2 separate regions of the Arachis hypogaea genome follow, and region 1 is linked to region 2. A link is a contact called in public Hi-C data. All regions are on one chromosome and are shown on one strand. The core of a region is the stretch at or near the end of the contact, and the rest is flanking DNA. Distances in the headings are between cores, read along the strand shown. Region 1 holds the start of LOC112777313 (serine/threonine-protein phosphatase PP1 isozyme 2). Region 2 holds the start of LOC112779436 (protein SIEVE ELEMENT OCCLUSION B).

Region 1 (4,182 bases), core at 763-3,262, 610 kb after region 2:
GAAACCTGATGTGCTCTACAGATCAAATCAAGATCATGCTTCCTCAGAAACTCAGTGACCCTATCAGGGCCGAAAGTACACGAAACTCCGCGTTCGCTTCCTCCCCAGCCTTGAATGTCTCCGCAGGGATCAGACCAGAGAAGATCACATAGCAGACCACTGTCGGGCACTTGGACCGGACGGCGCAAAGTCCTTATCCGGTTCAAGTTGTGCAATTCAGGGGAGAGTCCACCATGCATGCAGAGTATCTTGTCGTCGATAAGAGCCGCCACGGGCAAGCAGTTGAAGCAATCCGTGAATGTTTTCCACAGCTTCACACTGTATCTTCTCTTGCATTCGTCGTAGAAACCGTAGATACGGTTTATGGAAGCGCATTCATGGTTTCCCCTGAGGAGGAAAATGTTCTGAGGGTATTTGATTTTGTATGCTAGAAGAAGAGATATTGTCTCAAGACTTTGGTTTCCGCGATCAACGTAGTCTCCTAAGAATAAGTAATTGGAACGAGGTGGGAAGCCACCATTTTCAAAGATTCTCAGAAGATCATAATATTGACCATGGATATCCCCTGGTTCATTGAAATAATTGCAATTAGTAGTTATTCTGCTTTGCCATAGTCATCACTATTTCATACTTAGGAAGAGAAACATACCACAGATCTTGATTGGTGCATCAAGTTCCAAAAGGTTAGGTTGTCTCAAGAAGATGTCCTTGGAGACAAGGCATAGCTGCCTGATCTCAGCCTCAGAAAGCTGCACTTGCTTCCCCGGTTTGCCTCTTATTTCTAGAAGCCTGTTGATTATGCCATCCACAACCCCACGTTCCATTTTTCTTCTTCTTTCAAACTTTATTAATATGTGTGTCACAAAAACAAGTGCTAAAAAAGGACAACACAACAAACAACAAACAACCAAAAACCGTTTTATGTTATGGGGTTGGGGTGTGTTACGTTTCTTACATTTATATTGCCATCATCCTCATCATGGCATGGAGAACGATTGAGTTTGAAAACAATTATAAAGACGCGAATTATTATCACTTTAGCTCTCTTTTTTAAGATAAAGATAAGGATGCCTTTATTGCTTTATGAGTTTTGTGGTTTGCATAAATAAGTGTTTATTTGTGTTTTATGGTTGATATATAGTGGTTAATTCATTATATATATATATATATGGGGTTAAGGGTGGCCGTTGAAAGCTGAAAAAGCTAGGGAAGCATATATTCGGATTAATATTAATGAGTACTAGATTTCAAATGAAGGGGAATGGAAGATTGTGAGAGGGAAATTATGTATATACCCTACTTAATGTTGTAGAATAAGTATATAAAATGAAGCACTGATTTAATGATCATTACTAAACTAAGTGTACACTAAATTTAATTATTTATGTAAAATATATATTAAAATATAAAATATATATTAAAAATAAATTAAAATACATATTTATACATAGATATATAATAATTAATTTTAATGTGCAGTTAACACTTTTTAGTTATTTAAATATACAACTATTGACTATAGTTATAATTTTATAATACAAAAAGAAAAGAAAAGAAAGTAAGAAGAGGAAGAATATGATGTAATATGAGTGGGGAAGTGTTTGTGGTGGTGAGTGGGCCCTAGAGAAGAAGGGACCTAATGGGAAGTTGAAAAGGGGAAAGATGGAAGACAAATAATAAGGAGAACGCCGAAGGGGTTGATGCATGACGCGGTTTGAATTTGCATACGAAAAGGTTTAGGGCCAGCAATTTTTATATTTTGTGGTTAGTATTTAATTATCAAAAAAAAAGTGAGTGATCTTTTATTATTAAATGTAATCTCATACCATTAAAAATATTATTAATAACCAATTAATGATTATAAAATATAAAAATTACTGACCTCTAACACTCCTCATTTGCAGATAGTGGCAAATTGGTTTGGTAGCTTGCATGCTAAGGTATGGGGCACTTGTTCTCTCTGTCTTGTGCCAAACTAAGAAAGCGAGAAGCCGAGAACACAAGTTGATTGTCTAACACTACCCGCCATCCACACATATATCTAGTGGTCATGGTTTTCTAGGAAACTTCTCTTTGCTAACTAATTAATCAATCATAATTCTTACCATCCGAATAGAGAACCAACAAAAGGTGCAGTTGATTGTAGCCATTAGTAGTTTTTTTATTTTTTCTTTTTAATTTGTTCAAAAAGAATGTAAATTCAAATTATCATAAAAAATATTTAAAATTTAATAAAAAAAATTTAAAATTTTTAAAAATTTAATCTTAATAATAACAATTATGTAAAATTATTTTAAAATTTTATTTTAAATATTTCAAAATCATTTTTAAAATTTTAGAATTTATTTTAAACATTCAATTATTTTTTAAATTCTAAAATTTATTTAAAAAATTCCAAAATTATTTCTAAAATCATCTTATAATTTTTTAAATTAATTTTAAAAATTCAAAATCATCTTAAAAATGTTACAATTTATTTCAAAAAAATTCTAAAAGTATTTTAAAAATTTTTAATAGAAAAAATCTGAAACGTAATTAAAAAAATCTAAAACCTAACAAAAAAGAAATATTCAAAATTATTTTAAAAATTTCAAAACATAATAGAATGAGACATCTAAAAAATATTTAAAAAATATGAAAAAATTAAGAAAAAACATCTAAAATTATTTAAAAAATCATCCAAAATTCAAAACAAAACAAAAAAAAATCGAAACATAAGAAAAAAATATCCAAAACTTAGGAAAAAGAAACATCAAAAACCAATAAAAAGAATAATGCAAAACCAAACAAGAAAAAATCCAAAACATAACAAAACCTAGCAAAAAACAAGATAACCGAAACCTTTTAAAAAAATTTTTGGAAAGAACATCAATTCAAATTATCATGAGAAATATCCAAAACTTAATGAAAAAATATCAAAATTTTAGAAATAAATCTAAATATTTAAAAAAGTCCAAAATTTAATAAAATGAGACATCCAAAATTATTAGAAAAGAAACATCTGATAACTTAAAAAAGAAACATCCAAAACTATAAAAAAAATTCTAAAATCAAAGAGGAAAAAATCCAAAACAAAGAAGAAGAAAGGCGTCGCCGTAGCAACAGGCACAAGGTGAAGAAGAAGTCACGACAGACCCGAAATGAAAAAGAAGAAGAAGAAAGTCATCGTCGGCAACCTGTGACTCGTGCGGATGGAGGGGAAAGTCCGCGATGACGATGACGATGACGAGGTGGGGGATGCACTGCGTGGATGGCGCGAGCGTCTTCCTCACTAATTCTTCTTTCACGAGCGCCCCTGCGTGAACGGCAATGAAGGCAGTGGTTGCCACTGCGGCTGATTCCATCACGGAGAAGGGATGATAAATCTCTGACCGACGCAGCGACAGCTTTCTTCTATTTGCGAGGGCACAACTAGAAAATTGCTTAATACAGATAGATTTAGTCTTTATTACAGACGGATTTTTGGTTACCGACGAAATTACCGACGGATTTTGTCCCTCTGTAAAAGCCTCGTTGGAAATTATTTACTGACGGATTTTTTCGTCGGAAAATTACCGACGGATTTTTACCAGTTACCGACAAATTTTTTCTCGGTAAATTCTCCCCTCTATTTCCCTGAAACGTCGAACTTTTTGACAAATTTTTCCTCGGTAATTAGAGACGGATTTTCCGTCGGTAATTAGCAACAGATTTTTTGACGGATTTTCTGTCGGTAATTGGAGCCTTGAAAAATCACTCCAAACTCTGAATACAGATAGAAAATCTGTCTGTAAATCTGTTAGTAAGGTAAAATAATTTTTTTTTAGATTTTTTAATTACAAAATAAACCTATTTTCATACAAAATAAATATAAATTTAATAAATACAAATTTTTGTCTAATTTGTATTCGAATATTTATAATACTTCAAAAATAAACAAATTCATCGTATTATCAAACTAAGAAAAGTACTATAAACAAGCAAGTCAATATAATTCAAAACATAAACAAAGTGTATTGATACATCAACTATAATTCTCAGTGTATTGTTCAACCGTACTAAATTTATCAGCTATAATTCATAACATTGTATTATATGAGAAAAATTACATTATGCAAATCTCTACAAGTCAATCAACCAGTATATCCCGCGCATGCTTTGAGTAATGTCGTGTTGCTTTATATCTCTTAATGAAATTGGAAA
Region 2 (4,485 bases), core at 947-3,446:
TATTAAATAGTAGTGAAAAAATCATGTTAGCTAAGGAGGAATTAAAGTGTGTCCATGAGTTCTTCACTAAAATTTAATAGTAACTTTATTACTTATTATTGCATTTCACCGGTTTCGATGAATAATAATAACTCTCCGTTTGTAACACATCCATATATATAGAGTATGTACTAGGATCATTATTAACTAGTGACTAGTCTAGTAGTATTCTGTTACTACTGACCAATTTGGTGTCTGCAGAGCGCGATGTGCTTCCTCAGTTTGCTGAGTACCACGTTGATCTTTTGACCGTAATGGTATAATTCCTGTTTCTCCTCCCTGAAATCAACCAACAATTTTGTTGCTGTTGATGACAAAATATGTGTAACCAGTAATTAGTGGAAGAATTTAACTTACGAATCAGTTGTGAGACATTCAATCTGAGTGACAATAGTAACAAGAGTGATGATACACCAATACACATCAATTGGGATATGCTCCCTAGCAGGAAGCAAAGCAGGCACATCTTTAGTGTCATAAGAAGAGAGCTTCTCCAACTCAACTATCAACTCAATCACTTGCAATGTCGCTTTCACCAGATTGTTGACCTCAGTGATGGCTTCACGGTGCTTCTGCAAATTCGCAGGCCGTATGAGCAGTGGAACTCTCTTCATCACTGCCACTGATTTCGCCAAAACATCTGTTTGTAGATGCTGAGATAGCAGCCAGAAATCACCATATTCAACTGCCAAAGCAGCAAGTGTGAGCACTGCTTTCGCATCCCATTCGTAGTGTGAGAGCTTATGGAGAATGGCCACTGCAGTTTCGTGAGCAGTTTCCTCACCGGCAGCCTTGCAACACATCTGCCACGTCATAATAATATTACTAGAGACATATAACTATTCATGTAATTGCTTTTGCAAGTTTAAAAAAAGAAAATATATCCAAAAAATTTATGTTAATTCAAAAGAGATCTTGTGTGAAATAAAATATTATAGATATAACTATAAATTTTGTAGAAAAATAGTTTTATGATATATATAAATATAAATAAGAGTAAGTGACTTAGTTGATTCAACATCCAATTAAAGAAAAAAAAAAGTGAATTATTACCTCAAATGAAATTTGCTTGAGTGTGCAATAAGGTGAATTGAAATTGGGTTGGAGAATCTTTTCATCAATCTCCTCCATGCTTGATTTGGAACCCTGCCAGAGGATTTATCACAAGTGGATATACATATATTATATATAGGACAATCAAAGAACGTAGCATAAAATAAACGGAAACATTGGGAAATAGATAATGAAATCTAATTAGAAAGAAGAAAATATAATGAACCTGCACAAGGTCGTCCAAAATGGAGGTTGAACGGATAAGGGTATTGTGGACAAGAGTGAAGAGAGGATCGACCTCAAACTTAGTGTCACTATGAACATGAGTTGAGTAGATTAATTCCAAGATGTGCTCGTCCGACATGGCTAATGGATTATGCTCCTTCTCCTCTTTGTGATTGTGATGATGGAGTAGAGACTTCAGTGACAGCTTATGATGATGATGAGCCATTATGGTCCTCCTTAGCTTGATTGATTTCTTGCTGCACCCTGCTTATACTTGATGATTGTACTCCCTTATTAGCTTATTTATAGCATGAAAGATATGCTTGAGCAAGGTAACAAAGTTTTAGAAATATATTTTTATTTCATTTATTAATTAGTAAAATGATATGATTAATTCATTCAAACATTCTTGATTGATTTTTTTTCTTTATCTTTAATTCAAAGTCATTTGTTAAAAACTTTACTTTTGGCCTTTGGAAAAGAAATTCTGTGGATCAACTTAGGAGAAAAATCTTCAATCAATTACTTAAGTAAATATTTACAATAATAAGTATAATTCAATTTTCATAAAAAAAATTCACAGACATTCAATTGTGTATTGAATATGCCGGAAACTCATGTGCAATCGATTTTACGTAAAATTGGTAACTGAGAGCGGTTAAATGATTTTATTAATTTGACTAAATTTTCATTTAACGGTTCTCAACTATCAACTTCACGTAAAGTCGACTGCACCTGAGTTTCGACCATTGAATATTGATGCATGCAAAATTTTAGATAGCCAATACTTTTTTTCTATTTTTGTTTTACATTTGAATTAATTCTAGCTAATTCTCTTCTTTATAACTAGAAGTGTAGATTCTTAATATTTTCAGATAATGAGTTTAAATGTTGTTAATATTATATATTTATGGTAAACTTCAACTCTGAGACTTGATCTCAACAACAATAACATTCAATAAAAATAAATAAATGTATGAAACTGCCCCAATACGAAGCACATAAGAAACGTATAACAAGAAGTTTAATGGAATTCTGAAGTCATTGATGACCAAGCATTAGTAAAAAACATAGGCTTTGCAAATTGCAATTATCTTATTTTATTTATATATTGTTTTCCTATTTTCTGAGGGGCATAAACCAGGAATTTGTTGGGGGTAGGTTTCAAGTGGGTTGCGATGAAATTTTTAGGAAATTATGATTATCAGTGATTATATAGGCTGTCATTGCTAGTTTATGTGTTTGGCTTAGTTTCCTTTTTCTTGTCTTTTGTGGTCTCTTAACGTATGTTCTTGTGTCATTACTCGTGTGTTTGAAAATTTTAGACCATTTTAAATGGTACTATGCTGAAGATTCAAGAACGAGGATTTTGAATGAAGGCTCTAGCAGCCTTACTTTTTGATGAAATCATTAACGCCAATGTATTAGGTAGCAGAGGAATGGAATAATACTCTTGGAAAGATCTGAATGATAATATAAGTTGCATGCATCAGAAAACGGAAAATACTTAACTAATAAGTGGACAGATTATAATCTCTTACACTATATATTTACTCTTAATTACTACGTATATATGAAGTCACAAATCTATACTTGACACATTAATAAACAATGTCACAAATCACAACGCCTATTTATAGACTATATAAATCGGTGAAGTTACCTACTTCCATCCCCTGGTTTACAAATTACAATGTCTTGTGGAGTAGTCCTAGCTTATGTCCTTGGCTTTATGTGCCTAGCTTGTACCTTCTAGCTTATGTTGCATCTAAGACCTCCACATAATAAATATATATTTACACTTGCTCCACTACCACCGTAAATAAATAAACAAAAGTTGGTGGAATCTTCATGCATGTGCAAAGGAAATTTTATTAGTTACTGTCTTGTGACTCTTCATGGGTTCATTATTTATGAATCCTTTTTCCAGAGCCTCCTTAAGCTGGTTCCAGCAGCGGAGGCGAGACCAAGCAATCTTTTCTTTCTGAAACACAATAATTTTATGAAATTAAAAAAAAGCTATGACACAAAAGTAAATGAAGTACTGTTTCTGATTAGGATCTTGATTTGTAGACACACATCTCATAACAGTATAATTAATAATATGAAAAAAACAAGGTAATATCTACTTTATGTAATAGAAAACGTTTTCAAGTATTCTACAGTTTTAGGTATTATGATTGAGATTAATGACTAAAAATACTAGAATATTTAAAATTATCATACGCTTGAAATACTTCCTATGTAATATATAATGTGTATTGAAAAGAATTTATCATAAAAACTTTTATTCATAAAAACAAATTTATTATTTTCAAGACTTAAAATATAAATTCTAATACACATTTATTAAACAAAAGGCTGAATTAACAGCAAATAAGTACCTATTAAGATATAGTATAAAGATATTTGCAACTTTAGTGTAGTAAGATAAAGATCAACCTTAATTCAATTCAGTTCCAACACTCAAGATAAGCAGCAACGTACAGAATACATGAAAAAACACACAATTGCTCTTATTTTAATGGACACACTAGGAACAATTTCCCTCAGAGTTGCATCTCATAATTAACAAAATGAAAGTTTCTAATGTGCATCATTACTACTGATAACAACATTATTATTGTCATTGTGGCAGCACTTATAAGTTATGAAAATGTCCATAATCCTGGGACAATCAGGGCATTTTATGGCCTCAGGTAACTTGCCAGCAATGTTTTGAATCTCAAACTGTGCGCACCTGTGAGTGGAGCGCACAATCCTCTCATGATACTCTCTGAATGAAGTCTCAAACCCCTTCTTCCTCACAACCTCTTTCCACTTCTCAAACTCCGTCACAGTCTTCAGGATTGTGCTTCCGTGGCCGCTCGCCACCACCGACGACCCTTTGCTGAGCAGGGCCCATCCGCTCTCGTACTTGTAACACAGCATTCTCTGCACTTCTTGTTTCGCACTATCAACTGCCTTATGAGCCTTCGTCACAAACAAGCTCTCTATACGGTTCCAGAAGCGGCTGAACAGGTTCTTGTCTTCCTTTTCCACACAGAAGAGTTCTATGGAAATTCTTAAGTCCTTTATGACAGGATCATTTGCAAGCGCTGCAGCAGTCTTGCTGAATTGTTGGATCCATTCTTTGTCTTTGCCTCCATAGAAGAATATGTATTTCTG

What was found. A called contact is a pair of places that touch in the nucleus more often than the background predicts.
Region 1: a contact with region 2 is called in a Hi-C map of leaf, with 3 times the contacts expected there. The contact joins the promoter of LOC112777313 here to the promoter of LOC112779436 in region 2. A contact is called at or near these places in 2 of 8 Hi-C or Micro-C datasets (both in leaf).

Annotation. Positions count from the first base shown.
Region 1 is chr19:127,518,470-127,522,651 of arahy.Tifrunner.gnm2.J5K5, forward strand. LOC112777313 (serine/threonine-protein phosphatase PP1 isozyme 2) reads right to left here and starts at 2,013. Exons shown (of 4, transcript XM_025821658.3): 1 at 650-2,013; 2 at 6-565. The coding sequence starts at 824.
Region 2 is chr19:126,908,387-126,912,871 of arahy.Tifrunner.gnm2.J5K5, forward strand. It overlaps LOC112779436 (protein SIEVE ELEMENT OCCLUSION B), which reads right to left and starts at 2,197. Exons shown (of 7, transcript XM_025823702.2): 1 at 1,319-2,197; 2 at 1,093-1,185; 3 at 397-842; 4 at 224-318. The coding sequence starts at 1,543. It overlaps LOC112778714 (protein SIEVE ELEMENT OCCLUSION B), which reads right to left. Exons shown (of 8, transcript XM_072228044.1): 7 at 4,058-4,485; 8 at 2,840-3,301. The coding sequence ends at 3,229.